Regions from separate parts of the Mus musculus genome. Here regions 2 and 3 are each linked to region 1. The links are chromatin contacts, called in public Hi-C and HiChIP or PLAC-seq maps. All regions are on one chromosome and are shown on one strand. The core of a region is the stretch at or near the end of the contact, and the rest is flanking DNA. Distances in the headings are between cores, read along the strand shown.

Region 1 (5,110 bases), core at 1,389-3,888:
TGCGTTTTTGACTTATTCTGGGGCACCGTTTCTCCTTTGATAAGTTAGCTCAACAAATATTTATTGGGCATTTGACACAGGGCTGGCTCCACTCTCAGGAAACTGAAACTTAGTAGGCAAGACTGATACCTACTTTCATTCATTATTTTGGTAGCCATGAAAAACATATGCCAGGTTGGACTTTGGAGGCATTGGAGTGAAGAAAAATAAACCTTTGTGTTTATGCACTTGATTCTAGAAGAAAAGCCCAATAAACAGAAATCAGATACTTGCCGGGTTGGAGCAGTGTTCTGAGTAGGTTTTTCAGGGAAGTCCTGAGGGAAAAGAGACTGGGTCTATTTTCTGGGTCTATATGTAAAATGAGGGTAATTCTATCTATTGTGTATCACCAGCATCCAAGGCTAGAAGAAAGTTGAGGCTCATGGTTCCAGATTAGTTCATGACCTGCATGGCAGCTGGCAAGAATGACACTGGAACAGAGCTGAGATCTTATATCTGATCCACAGGCATGAGATAAGACACCCAAGTGGGAATGGTGTGGGTTTTAGAAAATTCCAATCCCATCCCTGGGGCTTCTGATAAGGCCACACCTCCCGATCCTTCCAAACAGTTACACCAACTTAGGACCATGCATTCAAATATATGAGTATATGGGATTATTCTCATTCAAGCCATCGCAGGAAGTAAGGGGCTTCTAGGCAGGAAACATGAAGGAGGTCATGCCACTAGAGCATAAAGGAAAATGGCAGTTAGGGACCCAAAGTCTCTCAGGCAAGCTAAGGAGTGAATTCTAAATGTGATGGGGAATATCTTTGATGGACATTGCAGCTCATGCATGTATGTATCCAGGAAGATCAAACCCAGTCTGGGCTACAGTATGAGATGAGACCTTGCCTCAACTACCTTCTATATTCCCTCAAAAAGAAAAAAGAGTGACAGTAACTTACCCTTAAGATCATTCTGGTTCTTTTGACTGTAGGACTTCCAAAGTGGTAAAGCACAGAGAGCCAGATGGACTGGATCTGTGACTCACTGAAGGGTAGAGCCAATCAGACAGTGCAGTGTGCTAAAGACCATAATGATACCACAAGTGCATATCTTGGCATAATGGGAATACTGAGGAGGGGCCCTTTTACCTATCTGTGGAGAGAACTGTTGAAGGCTATAGCAAAGTGAGTCAGGTCAACTAAGTGACTGAAGAGAAGAGCCAGATAAACTGGCAGATCTGAATTCCTGGGCGAGAAAGGCAAGGACTGATAACCTCTAGGTGGTGGTCATGGCTACTACTGGCCACCTCCAATGGGTTCAGCCTGGCTCAGTCATTTCCTTCAATCTTCAGCAAGCCCCTAAGATTAGTACAATTACTAGCCCTTTTTCTAGATGGAGATACTGACATGACCAGAATCATTTAACTATAAGTGTTGTGCAGGGGCTCCAGTTCTGCACTCTGGAGTCCTGCTGAACACCACACATACTCTAGGCACACATTCAAGTCCCATCTATCCTGACACTGAGAGAAGGTAGGAAAGCCCTATTTGACTCTAGTTGATTTGGCTTTTAACCAAAGTGGATTTGACCCGTTGATGCAAAAACAAAAACAACAACAAAAAAACAAAAAACCAAAAACCAAAAAACAAAAAACCTCTCTTATCTTAAAAAAAATAAGATAATAAGAGTTTATTCTGGAGCTATTTTAAGTCATCAGAGCCTGGGAACACAGGTTTAGGTTACTCCAAATCTTACATTCCCGTGTGAAAGCCATTTCACAAAGTTTGTTATAGTTTTACAGTACGGAGAAAGTCACAAATCAAGGAAAGCTTTAAAATACATTGGTGGGTACATCAGAGAGGCAGAGGTACATCATTATGCAGGAAGCTTTCACATAAGGTCAAGATGCTATTTGATGCCATCCTTAACTTTTGATTTGGTAGAAGCTAGTTGTCTGCCAAATCATCAATAAATTCTAAAAGGTTTTATCTGTTGTCATGAGAAGTTAGTTCTGACACAGAGGTGGACAAGGAATGGCTGCTCTGGAGGGCCAGAACTTAGTCAAGGTAATTCGCCTCTAGGCCATAACTTTCTAGTCTCTCCACAGTACTGAAATTTTTGTCAACAAAATCAGTTTCTGAACTCCTTTCAGTTTTCATCACAGACCCAATGCTAGAAAGAAACCGGTTAAAACCTAACCGGTCTGGCTGAGAGTTTGGTACACTCTACTCAGATCCAACTTTTCCACACTTGCTTCAATAATATACACTTTTGGAAATCTCAATACTTTTTAATAAATGGCATGATAATTTTATTTTTCACTGCACCATGAAAATTATGTAACTGGCTCTGGCTTGACCCAACTCGTGTACATTTGACTTTGTATACAACAGTTTTCAGGGGTAATGTGCGCCTGATAAGCGCAGGCGTGACGGTAGAAAATCTCTTGCATCAGTTACACTGTCTTCTTTCTTACAGGGTCTCCGCCCCAAGTGGAGACTGGAAGTGGGAGTGAACGCCTCTGTACCCGGACCCTTCGGATTCTTCTAACTTGAGGAAAGGAAGTAGAAGAACTTGGCCTATAGCAGGGGAGCGTTCGGGTTCTGGGGCGGGACACGCTGATAGGCTCCACCCCTTGCGCTGCAAAGCAAACGGGGCCTGCATCACACTCGGGTTTGTTCAGAGAAGAGGAGGAGGCGCTTGCTGGCGTTGCCAAGGGCGTAGTGGCGCCGCTGTCCAAATGGAACCCAACCTGCAGTTCTGGATTTCCGAACGCCAAGTACTCCGGGGCTGGGTGTTGGGGGCGGGAGGCTGGCCTGACCAGCAAGACCTTGACAGGCTGCCCTGCGTCATCATGACTTTCCTCTCAGAGATCCTGTAGTGCGGAGGGAAAAACAACCCCTTCAGTGGTCTCCGCTCTTGCATCTCTTACTTAGGTCCTAGGCTGGGTTGTAGAAGGCCACAAAGTCACTCTCATCCGATGTAGGGCCTCACTAAGGAGTTCCAGTCCTCAGTGGGACTGCCCTTGCCCGGGTTCCTAGGTTTGCTTAAATCAGCCATTTGGATTAAGACCACACATACACCCTGCTTTAAGCAGGTTAGAGACTGGGAAGTCACTGTTGGGTAGTGCTTCTAGTAATCATATTAAAAAGTTTTAAAAGAAGCAACTATCAATCTTTTTTGTTGTTTTTGTTTTGTTTTTTTCGAGACAGGGTTTCTCTGTATAGCCATGGCTGTCCTGGAACTCACTCTGTAGACCAGGCTGGCCTCTGCCTCACAAGTGCTGGGATTAAAGGTGTGCAACACCACTGCCCGGCACAACTATCAATCTTAATAACATAATTAGTCCAAGCAATGCCAAATAACATTTCAACATGTAATAAAAAATAGATTCTACGATTCTACCTTTTTTTTTTTTTGGTACAAAGACTTCGAAGTCCAGTGTGTAACCTGTGCAGGCAGTCTGGCCCAATTTCACTTCTTGCATATCCTCATGGAGCCTCAAGGCTCTAAATACTGTTAGAGGCCTTGACCTTAAACTAAGCTTAGCCCACCCCTGTTCATGGAAATCCAGAACTTAAGGCTGGAGCTGTTTCGAAAATGGACAGCTTGTTGGAGCAAAACACACCTCTTTCACATGTGAGCTGATCTGTAACCCTAGCAAAGCCCTTGTTGGGCTGCCTGCCTTACTGCTATAGTTAAGCCTTATAGTAGCAGAGAAAGCCAGACAACAGTCAGGTGTTTCTAGGTCATTACCTTGAGGTCATATGGGGATATAAAGAGAAAATATGAATCCCAAATTCTAGCTTTTAATTCTGAAATGAAACTCTATCCCAAGTGGTTAGAGGAGATACATTTTGTAAAAGTCAGATTACTTACAGTTCTTTAGTAAGTATGCCCCCACCAAAGTGAACTGTGACTACCTTGTTAAGCCTTATTTCTTTTAACTTCTCTCTGGTGTGTCTCTTTCTCACCATCTTTAGGCCTTTTTTCGAAGATTTTGTCAGTGGATGGATTTATTAGATCCTGTAAACATGTTTATTTCAATTGTAAGTATGGTTTTGTTTTAAGAAGTAATGAATTTCGTGCTTTATTTTGAAATTTGAAATAATAGCCCAGTCCATGTGTGTGTGTGTGTGTGTGTGTGTGTGTGTGTGTGCGCGCGCGTGTGTAGAATATTATATTTTGTATTTTTTGAGTGAGGTTTTTGGGTTGGAAGAATGATAAGTCAAACATAAGTCTGTTGAGCAGAGGATACCATACCTGGGCTGGATGCTGCTGATTCCAAGTTAACCCAGACCAGTCTTCCAGCCAGGAGTCAGTTGCTTGCCATAGAAGCTGAGGGAGGATTGTGAATTCGAGCCATTTGGGCTACGTAATAAGTTGTTTCAAACAAAATCCATCCAACAAGACTATGACAGAGCTAGTCCCTTTCTTAACCAAGGTTAAGAGTTAGGAGACGTGGGGGGGAGGGTATGGGGGACTTTTGGGATAGCATTGGAAATATAAATGAGGAAAATACCTAATTAAAAAAAAAAAAGAGTTAGGAGACTCTCTGGATGGAGTGTCTAGAAGAAAAGGAGTCAGGAAAAGGAGATGTAAGTAGAGGCCGAGGCTCAGGGGTGGACCCTCCCTCAGTTTCTAGTCTAGGGGGTCTAGGCATATTTGCAGGGTCTCATAAGCTGGTGCTGTTCCTACAGAGCCAAGTGATGAGGTTTGTGTGCCAAGTGGTCTGTTGTTATTTCTGGGTAAGGTGTTTTATTGTATAATTACTCTTTGTGTTTTATTTATTTTCCTAAAAATTAAAATAAAAAAAAAGAGGTAAGGAACAACACTGAACCAGCTAGCTATGGAAGTGGGTGAGAGGTTAGGGATTGCCAGGGCTCTGGTTAGGAAGGCAGTTGACATCCAGAAACCAGAGAGATGGAGGCTTTAGTGGGGGCTGCTGGAGCTGTCTAGGAAACCAGAAGGTCTAATTCTGAACAACACACAGAATTATTATTATATTAAAACCTAGGGACACATCTTGAAATCAAGTGTGGAACTGAAGTGCTGTGTGCTGATGGTTGTGGTTTTTTTTTTTTTTTTAGATTTATTTATTTATTATATGTAAGTACACTGT
Region 2 (5,110 bases), core at 1,362-3,861, 190 kb before region 1:
ATTTTGGAATGTGAGGCTCCAGGCATGCAGTAGTTGACTAATAAATAATATTAGCTCCTTTCTTTTGTCTCAGGATACCTAGTGAATACAAACATGACTTAATGCCTTCTGACTTCCTCTCTGTTGCCCCCAAAATGAAAGAGGAAGAGGCCTACCCATACTGGGGCTTCTTGAAGGATGCTAGATGTCTGAAATCCCTTAACTCATAAAATATCCAATTCCATAATGTCCTGGAAGCTTAGCAGAACTTAGCCTGCTTGGCACTTGGGTAGAAAAGGACCTCAAAAGCCCCATCCTCAACCATTCTTTCTAATCATTTCACTCTCAAATTTCCTCCTAGTACTGTGGCAAGAAGCTGAAAAGCATGGCATATGGCTCCCCAATCTTTCCACCCTGCGCAGTCACCTGGGCAGGCAAAGGTGAACTCTGAGCTCATTATATTCATTGACAACAGCATGAAGATCCATTCCTGTTGCTGGGAGATAAGAACCAATAATCTAAGTGGAGGAGAAAATCCAGGTTTAGGGTTAGTTAGAGTCCAAGGTCTACAAAGAGGATGGACAGAGTACTTTTGTGGGAATAATTCCCATGCCCTTGGTTGCCCTGGAGATCACAGGTTGGTTAGATAATGTGATAGCTAATCTTGAAGGTCAACTTGACAACATTGAGAAATGCATAGAAACATCAGTAAAGCATACTTCTGAGTGTTTTTGTGAGGGTTTTTCCAGAAACAATTGGACCATGAAGGCTCTAACCTAAGGATTCATCAGCTAGTGGATTCAGTATTTAAATAGACTATCAGGAAGTGCGGGAACTGTAGGAGGGTGGGCCTGGTAAGATGAAGTTGAATGCTAAGAGTTTTTTGGTTTTTTGTTTTTCTTGCAGGCTATAACTTTCCCTGGTCCCTTCCTGTTGCTTCCTGTTCACGACGAGGTGAGGGGAAGAGCTACATACTCCCATCACCATGATGTTCTTGCCCCAACACATGTAGCTGAGCAACCATCAACCAAAACCCTCTAAAACAGTGAGCCAAAATAAATATTTCCTTCGTGACATTATTTCTACCAGGAACTAGTCAAAATAACAGGAAACATATCTAATACGAATGGGTCAGTGTATTCTTATACTACCTCCACCAGGGTTGTTGTCACCTGGTCCTTGTTCCAGGCCATACTATTTTAATTACCATCAAGCCAGCATCCCATAGTGCATCATTAGGTAGGGAGCAGAGAGCATTTCCAAAGATAATTAATGGTTTTAGGAGAACCAAAGTGACAAATGACATTGAGGCACTCAGGGAAAAGTTTATCCTGTTCAATTCTCTTTCAAGTCTCATACAGCAAGTCTCAACAGCATGTTAGTATGTCATGAGCTCACCTCTGACACATACTAATCTCTACACACTAAGAGAGGTTCATCCAATTCAGAGCTTTACTTCCAGTTAGCTCATTCAATTAAAACATGACTTAAAAGAAAATTGCTTATTATTGTATTCATGGTCTGCACACATGATGCGATCTACGAAAGCTGATAGTATTGAATCTAGTGCTGCACTCACTCCCTTAATCCCACACTTAGATGACTAAATAAGATGATGCTCTGGTTTGAATCTGAAATGTCCTCAAAGGTTTAATGTTCTGAATGCTTGGTTTGTAGCTTGATAACTATTCTGAAAGCTGTGGAAGTTTTAGGGGGTAGAGCCTGGATAAAGACGGTAGGTCATAAGAGCCTTTGAAAGTTATACATGCCCTGGTGCCAGCCTGTACTCCCTGTTTCCTGGTCTTCCACAACATGAGGAATTTTTTGACTGTTAATTGATATAGGAGGGTCTGCCCACTATGGGCAGTAAGTACCATTCCTTAGGCAACTGATCCTAGGCTGGCATGAGTCTAAGTAAACTAAAGAGAAAGCCAGCAAGCAGTATTCCTCCATGGTCTCTGTTTAAGAGTTCTACTTGAGTTCCTACCCCAACTTCCCTCAATGATGGGACCTCAAAATATAAACCTAAGAAACCCTTTCCTCCTCTGCTTTTGGTAAGAGTATTCTGTTCAGAAACAGAAAAGAAACTAGAACATACCTCAAGGTTTCTCTACTATAGATGAAGCTGCCTTGTCATGCCTTCCCTGCTGTGTGAACTTTGAAACTACCTAAAACCATGAGCTAAAATAAACCTTTGTCTCTGAAGTTGTTTCTGCCATGCATGATGCATGGCAGGGATGCAAAAGTTACTAACACAGGCTCCAGGGCTTGGAAGTTAGCAGGGCTTGTTAACTATGCATCCTGACAACAAGGAGCTAGCTGACTGCCCTCAGGCCAGAGCTGAGAACCAGCTGGAGGTGTCTTGCTCAACATCCTGGTGCAATGTGTGGGGTAGAAAAAAGTACCACTGAGATGGTGCAATGAATAAAAAAGAAATGAAGAAAGAAAACTTGGAATCACTGTTGCTTTTCATATAATTCCTTTTCTTTTTTTCAAGTGGCTGTTTTCTCAAAGAGCCAAACAAACATTAGGGATAAATTTCTTTTGTGAAAAAGTAGGCTGATGGGTTGCTTCCCCCATAACAGGAACAAACTTCCCTGTTTTACCCTGTCATTGTTTATGGAAACAAAGAGGCAGCCCTATGTCGGCATAGGGCACTGAGAACAACATCCTGCCTGAGGACCTCTGGTCAAAAATAAACTCTAAATACCACCTGGGCTGGGCATTCCCAGCATCCCAAAGAGGAATACTACAGTGGTTCATGTCAATTGCTCATCTCACCTGTCCACCCTTCCTGTCTAGGAAGAACCCCATATAGGCCTTAAGTTCCTGCTCTAACTTCCCTCAGTGATAGATTATGTTCTGGAAGCATAAACTACAAACACTTTCCTCTAGGTTGCTTGTGTTCAGTGATTGTGAGTATGTGTGGGCAAGGGGCATCAATGCCCTAGCATTGAGTTTCATATAGATCCACTAATACTTTTCAGCAAAATTACAACTTAAGTGGGAGCCACCTGCCAAGCCTTAGTCATTAAGATTTCAATAATGCAGACCCAGCACAATGGTTTGTGAGCTCAATTAAAATGAGCCACAGCAAAATGTCCTATAGCTAACCCTGCTTAGGCAAGTTACTCAGGGCTCCACCCTGAGCTAGCTTCTCTTTTTAGACCTCAGCTGCCAGGTCTGTAAAGTTGTTGCATGAATGCTCTGAGAGTTGCTGGAAAGATCCACACAACTGTAAGAAGTCAGTTCAGTACAGTGCTATACTCCAAGGCTGTTGTGAAGAGTCAGGCCTGGTCCTGATCTTTCTGACAGACATCAGTGTTTTTGTGCTCCAGAAGAAGAATGGCTTACGAGACATCAAGTATATACCACAATTTGCTCATTTTCTCTCTACACACATCCTGTTTCCAGAGGAACATAGGACTTCTTAGAAAAGCATATAAGGCAAGCCAAGCACAAGCCATTTGAAAATAAGTAACAGGCATGAAGTATGAATTTCTTCAAAATATTATAAATGTCTCAAATGATTCTATCAAGAAAGTGAAAAGAAAGGGCCCACAATAGAGAAAATAGTTTCAAAACATTTATTTGAGACAAGATTTATATCTTGGACATGCTATTAGGAGATAGTTTCCTGAGTTCAGCCATCTCAGGTATGAGTCCCACCTTTCTGGCAGGGTCAAAACTGAGTTCTCCCATGCCCTGGAACTCAACTCCTATCTTGCTTCTTCAGATGTTTCATATTTGTCTGTTAACCAGTAAAGGATATAAAGAGAAAAGATGCTGTTATTCCACTATCTAAACTAAGACACACAAGTCATAAATATGTTGCTTGTCTTGGCTTAATTGACTAGGTAAGTGCAGCTTGCCAGTTCTTTGTTTTCTTATCATTCTAAAATTCTAGGCCAGAGTCCAGGAGGAGACCTGGCTGCAAAATCTGAATCAAGGCCCCTGAAACCAGGTGACCCAGATAAGGTCCAGTCACCAGTGTAACTACCTTACTTAACCCCTTGTATCTAGATATGATTGGTCAATGCAACAGCCTGCCCCACTGCCCCTTGATTTGTGTTCCCATCCTATAAAAATATTGTGCAACCTCCCTTTGGGGATGCACTTCAGATCCTGAACTGGTTGCCTTCCTAAGCGCTCAGAAAATAAAGCTTTCATTTTTAAGCTTCCATATCTAAAGTGAGTTTTCTTGGCTTCCACCCGTAACCCAACAATACAAAGAACTCTTACAAGTCAACAGCAAAAAGACAAACAACTAGCTTTAAAAATGGGCAGAGGATTTGAATATGCCCTTTTCAAAGAAAATATACAGATGGCCAATAAGCACAGGAAAAGACGAAACATTACTAGTGACCAGGGAAATGCAAATCAAAATCATGCCAAGAAACCACGTCATACCCACTAAGGTTGAAAAAATTACAGACAAAAAAAAAAAAACAAAACAAAAACAAAAACTGAAGGCCGAGGAGGTCAGTGGATAAAGTACTTATTGCATCTGCATAAGCATCAGGACTTAAGTTCAGATCCCCAGGACCCACATAATATCTGGGTGTGATGGGGACCCTGAAACTCCAGCACTGAGGAAGGAGAGACAGGGGGATTTTGGCTTGTTAGCCAGCCAATCTAGCCAAAATGGTGAATTCTAGGTTCAATGAGAGACTTGGTCTCAAAAAATAAGGTAGAGAGCAATATTAGAAGACACCTAAAATCAACTTCTAGAATCCAATGTACCAACACAAATATGTCTCACTAGTTCTATTTGTTCATTTGTTCACACACACACACACACACACACACACACACACAGAGTAAGGAGTGGAAGGGATAAAAAGGAGAAAGGAAGAAAGAAGTACTGATGAAGATATAAATAAATCAGAACTTTCAAGTGATGGTTACATGGTCTAATATAATTTATTTCATTTTCACTTTATATGTAGGAGTGTTTTGCCTGCATCTATGCCTGTGTACCACTGGTGCTCACAGAAGCCATGAAACGTTCTTCTTTCTCTTCTTTGGGCACCAGGTTTCCTCCTCCTCCTTTCAGATCTGTTTTGATAGCATGGCCTTCTAGAAGTTCCCCTGGTTCCCTGGCTGGGCTCACAGCTTCTTGAGACAAACT
Region 3 (5,110 bases), core at 1,197-3,696, 160 kb before region 1:
CTAAATTTCTAGCCCATCACGGATGGACACACATATATAAACTCACACCACTAGCAAGCCTGTTAATACCTGACTGCCTAGAATGAACTGGCTGTGAGGAATAAAGCATGTCTACAGTTACCAAGATTAGAAGCAGCAAAATTATCTGTGCTTCTGAAAGGAACCATTTGGTCTTTTTCAGAAAGATCTATCTGGTTTGATTTTTTGTTTGTTTGCTTATTTGTTGAGACATGATTTCTCTGTGTTGCCCTGGCTGTCCCGGACCTTACTCTGTAGATCAGACTGGCCTCCAACTCAGAGATCCACCTGCCTCTACCTCCTGAGTGCTAGGATTAAAGGTGTTCACCACCATATTAGAGTTTCTTCTCTCGCAATCTTAAGGGCTTAGCAATACATTAACCCAAAGCTGCTGGTGCCTAGTTTGTAGTTATAAAATGAAACAACAACAACAAAGAATGAAGGTGCAGTCACAGCAAGTTGAGCGAGCAGTGTCCCATATAACAACCAACGTCTATATCCAGCCATATCCAAAGCCATAGGTTTTATTCCTGTTTTTTTTGTGTTTGTTTGTTTGTTTGTTACATGAACCAACAGATTCCCTTTTACCCTTAAGCTCATTTGTTTTAAATTTCAGTTTATTACAACAAAAATAGGCTGACTAATAAGCCTTTCAGCCCTGAACAGTATTTGGATGACTGAAAATGAAAGCCTATGCACAATTAAGCACTGCTTCCCCTTCCACTCAAAGCTGGATCTGCACAGAGATTCTAGAAAGTATGTTTTCACTGATGATTAGTACACCATCTTGGAAATAGCCAAACATCCTACCCTTCTTGCATCCCAGAGGCAGACGGGGCTGCATGACTGGGCAAGAACTCCTACAGAGCTCATGATGTTGGGATCTGAGTCCTACCTGTATCCTTCGGCTCAGCGTATGGATATCCTCAGCTGGGTGTGGATTTTGCCAAATCTATATCATGGCTGTCTTTCACAGCAGGTGGTTACAATTTATAGTAGTGTATAGAGACCACAATGCCTGAGATATCCCCTCTATATAACAGGATTACCCAACTACCCACAGAAATAATGCTAACAGTCAGCAAGTGGCTCTGGGTAATGAGTTTGTCTTGGGTAAATCCCATTCCAGAGGCTCAGCTGCCCCATGAACTGCTGACACTAACACATAAGAGCACCCCACCCAGTCCCAGCATATGGTCTGTCTTGTGTGAATAGCAGCCAGGATGACAGATGATAGAAATGAAGGCTTTTATTGCATTGAAGTCTCTGAAAGGTAAGTAAATAGAACCAATGTAAAAAGGCTTGACACCCTGACAACGGGCTCTCAAGCTGAGTTGCTTTTCTGTCCTTGAGCCACTGGATTCAAGCTCTGGGAGGGCTTGGATCTATTACCAGCTTTCCCTTGCATGGAGACCCTCACTCTGAATGAAGCCACATGTCTCTCAATAGCTCATGCCTGCGGTTAAGAAGTTAATTCCTTTAAGACTCAGAAACAGTAATGATATTGATAGTGAAGATAAATAAATGTTGTCATTGTTTTCATTCTTTCCCAGTTACGTGAAATGGGAACATACTTTCTTAATTAAGACTCTGTGGTATGTGGGCACTTAGTGGGCAAGCAGATCTCCCCAACAGAAGGCCAGAACACAGACACAGAGGACACCAGAGCTCCCCTCTGATATCCACAAGACCTGAGTTCAACACTGACCACCCAATACCCACCCCGCCCCCTGGGGCTTTTGGAGTCTTGGCCGCAATCCTTCTATAGCAAACATGGAACATCCATGGGTGGCAGTGTAGGGAGGGGTGACCATGACTGGAACCTGCTTAGGACTGTTTTCATTGTTGCCCCAGGCACTCCTTGAACTTGAGCCAAGGAAAATGTAGGTTCCATTTCAGGAATAAGAACAAGAATGAAATGTGGCTTCCTGAGGAAATGGAAATGCTAACACCGGAGCCCTCTGAAATGAAACCACATGTTATAGTAAACTGGGGGTGGAGATGGGGAGGCCCCCAAAAAGGATTCCTGCTGCCATTTCTCCACCAGATAGATACCCATGTCATTGTACTCTATTTAACTGTATTTCCCTGAAACACCAGGTTATTGGCAAGGAAACAAGTTCTTCATGGTCCCTAAGACAATATAGGAAACCCATGTGGAGACTGAATTAAAGTCCACAAGCCTCCATTCTGCCACATTCCAGATCTGATACAATAAACAGAGAAGGTGATTTGAAATCAACTTTCTCTCAAATGTTCCTGCCAAAGCTGGAAAAAGCAGTCTGGCTTTTGCTCTGAGGAAAAATAGTCTGTGACGTTAGAGAGGAGTGATAGCGTCCTGAGTAAGGGCAGTTCCTCACAGTCTGCCCCCTGGAAGGAGCAGGAAAAGGGAAACATTTGGTATTTAGTTAGCAACAGCTGAGCTGGTTCTGATTACTTCAAGAATGATGTTGTATATGAATAAAAATGACATATGGCACATTACACAAACACACCCTCACCAAATGCCATCTTCCTGTGCCTCTTTCCCCCCTCATTCTGGTCTCTAGTTTTACCAGTGCCTTGTGCTTGTCACATATCTTGGGAATATCATAAATAGAAAGCCCAGGTTTTACACAGTTGGTGGCACTTAGAGAAGTCACATGTCAAAGCCATTTTTTTTTTTTTTTTTTGGAGCCCAGGTTGCCAGTAGGAGGGAAAGAAGAGTGCATGCCTGTAGCTTTGAAGAAAGAAGATTTAGGTTCCATGGGTTGCAGGGGCAGGGTGCTTTTGGGTGACCCTCAAAGTGCATCAGAAAGGTATCTGGAAGTCCAGGAAGGGGCTAAGGCTGAGATTGTCAGAGTGTGGAGATATGGTATTCATACTATGGCCCCCTACAAAGTACCCTAACCTCAGTCAGGCAATGACCTCCTTCTCATTCCTAAAGTACAAAAAGCAGATATAGTCTCACAGTAGGAATGGAATGAAGAACTAGTAAATTAAGGGGTAGGGTGAGGGAGATGGGAGGACCAGTTAGGGGAGAAGGACCCAGAATCCTAGGAAGAGCTGGAGACAGAGTCAGGAACTGGGTTCCAGGTCTGACTCTAACTTACCAATTCTAAAAGGAGAGGAAGCACTGGACTTGAACTGCTCTCATCTGCTCCAAAGCATCTCTGTGACTGAAAACCTCACTTCTGCACACTACTCAGAGGACATGATACCCTGCAGCAGAAAAGTCACCTGGAATATCAGTGCTGCTGCTTCTGAATGCTGGGAGCAAGTAGGAAACATAAATGCAAACCCTATGCTCGCTTCTATTTTAATAAACTTTCACAAATTTTAAATTTTACAAATGTTGAAATTTTCACAAATGAAGAGCCTGGAAAGCAAAGATCTGTGACTGTCAGTCATCCAGTTTTGTGCAGGGGGTAAAAAAACGGGTGGTGCTCAGAACTCTGTTTTACTTCGCAAGCGAGGCAGAACTTCCCAGTGATCTAAGTCCAGGCCTGCCACAGAGCAACCAAGGACAGCCTGGCTTAGAGTAAATGATGCTCTCCATGCTGGGGCCCTGCTGCAACCATCCTAGGGATGCCATCCCTTTACTCGGGCATTCTTTCACTTGGTTGTTTATTTGTTTGTTTTCTCTCAGACCTGTAAAGTTTTAGGAGAGTCACTATCCAGGCCACTCCCAGACAGACTATATCAACACTGGGGTAGAATGGATGTTTTGTGGAAGTTTACCAGGTGGTTCCAACACTAAATTCCCTATAAGGTCTGGCTCACTACTGTGTACCTACGGCAGCACTTGGCCCAAGCAGCAGAATGGGTGTATGCACAAAAATAATGAGCTATGGAGCAGCAAACTAATGGAAGCAACAATGCTACTTCCAAATCTCAGGCCATTCCCTGGACATCCCTCTATGGTCAACATACTGGAAATGAGGATCACCCAAAAGCACTAGGTGATAGTTAATTGTTAGTAATATGCCTCCCATTCAACAGCAACAAAGGAAGACCAGATGACTTGCTAGACTCTCAGTACCAATCAGAGCTACAGAATCCCCAACTCTGACCAGGTATCCCTGCTTCTTCCTGGACCACTGGCCAGGGTATAGTAAGGCTAACAGCTATGCAGCCAAATGTAGCTTGAGAAGTGAATTCCTGGGAAGGTGTAGTAATAATAGTCTCCCCAAAGTCCTAATGTCTCTAGGTTAGCAATTTCTTAGTCCTCACATGATTTCCTTCAACATGATTCCCAATGAAAAATTCAGTCTTAGCCTGTGTATTCATGGCAGGCATTTCACCAATCAGTACCCAAGACTCTTTCTCAACCTGGTGCAAAGACACCAGTCTTAGCAGGAAACTCAATCTGCTCTTCAGTTCTCATTCTTGGTATGCAGAGAAAAAAATACAGAAGGACCCTCCTCTATTTCTTCCTCCAAGCCATCATGGGTTTGACCCGTTGGAATATAACCCTGATCTTTGGTATAGTTTGGCAAATATCAAACTACATCAAATCCTTCTTTCAAGCCTTCCACCTGTGATTAGCCTGGCTTTAGTCTAATGAGGAGTTGTAAATGCTAAAGAGGGAAATAGAGGTGTGCTCACAGGCATAAGAGTTTACCCAATGTCTGTTTCAGATAGAGATCAGAGGAAGACGGTGTTTTACCAGGATCTAGTACAGGGGAGCAGGTATCTAGACTTAGATATTGCTTAGAGATGTCACCTGTTGATGTTGGGACTGTGTGTGCATAAGCAAGTACATGTGTGTATGTAATGTATGTGTGAGAGTACACATACATGTGAATGAGCATGTGTGTGAAATCCAGAAGCCAATGCTGGGTTTCTTCCTCAATCACTGTCCACTGTATTTTCTAATACATTCTCATTGAACTTGGAGCTCACCAATTCACCTAGACTGGCCAACCAGAAAGCTCCAGGGGTCCATCTAGTTCTGCCTCCTCAATGTCTCCTTGGTGTCAGGAATAGGGACATGTACTAATGCATCTAGCCTCCTGCATGGGTGCTGGAGATCTAAATTCAGATCCTCATGCTTGTATTGATGAAGCCACCTCTTCAGTCTCTGTTGTCAGAATTTAAATAAAGATTTTTT

The links. Hi-C and Micro-C count contacts between places; a contact is called where the count stands out from the background. HiChIP or PLAC-seq counts read pairs in DNA pulled down with a chosen protein or histone mark.
Region 2: a contact with region 1 is called in an H3K4me3 HiChIP or PLAC-seq map of bone marrow-derived macrophages, with 2.7 times the contacts expected there. The contact joins the enhancer-like site here to the promoter of Sfxn4 in region 1. A contact is called at or near these places in 11 of 39 promoter capture datasets (the C10 cell line, the HPC-7 cell line, cranial neural crest and 7 more), 1 of 484 Hi-C or Micro-C datasets (bone marrow-derived macrophages), 16 of 115 datasets of contacts at active chromatin or transcription factors (the 230-238 cell line, T-cell acute lymphoblastic leukemia, bone marrow-derived macrophages and 12 more) and 4 of 9 other capture datasets (adipose tissue, liver, macrophages and 1 more).
Region 3: a Hi-C map of bone marrow-derived macrophages shows a contact between it and region 1, with 31 read pairs. The contact joins the enhancer-like site here to the promoter of Sfxn4 in region 1. A contact is called at or near these places in 4 of 39 promoter capture datasets (the C10 cell line, cranial neural crest, embryonic stem cells and 1 more), 3 of 484 Hi-C or Micro-C datasets (the G1E-ER4 cell line and bone marrow-derived macrophages), 5 of 115 datasets of contacts at active chromatin or transcription factors (the 230-238 cell line, acute myeloid leukemia, bone marrow-derived macrophages and 2 more) and 4 of 9 other capture datasets (adipose tissue, liver, macrophages and 1 more).

What each region holds. Positions count from the first base shown.
Region 1 is chr19:60,858,956-60,864,065 of GRCm38.p6, reverse strand. It overlaps Sfxn4 (sideroflexin 4), which reads left to right and starts at 2,638. Exons shown (of 14, transcript NM_053198.4): 1 at 2,638-2,767; 2 at 3,972-4,037. The coding sequence starts at 2,729.
Region 2 is chr19:61,050,197-61,055,306 of GRCm38.p6, reverse strand. The region is part of intron 4 of Grk5 (G protein-coupled receptor kinase 5); the gene reads right to left. It also overlaps a transcript of Zfp950 not described here. Among named protein-coding and RNA genes, the nearest start is that of Gm22520, 39 kb to the right of the region's middle. Within about 2 kb of position 2,611, at least 31 of the 459 cell types and tissues checked have an H3K27ac peak or open chromatin away from gene starts, as enhancers often do. A contact at or near this core is called in bone marrow-derived macrophages, hematopoietic stem and progenitor cells and neutrophils, where this site is marked.
Region 3 is chr19:61,019,052-61,024,161 of GRCm38.p6, reverse strand. All of the region lies in intron 2 of Grk5 (G protein-coupled receptor kinase 5), which reads right to left. Among named protein-coding and RNA genes, the nearest start is that of Gm22520, 8.1 kb to the right of the region's middle. Within about 2 kb of position 2,446, at least 22 of the 459 cell types and tissues checked have an H3K27ac peak or open chromatin away from gene starts, as enhancers often do. A contact at or near this core is called in pancreatic islet, where this site is marked.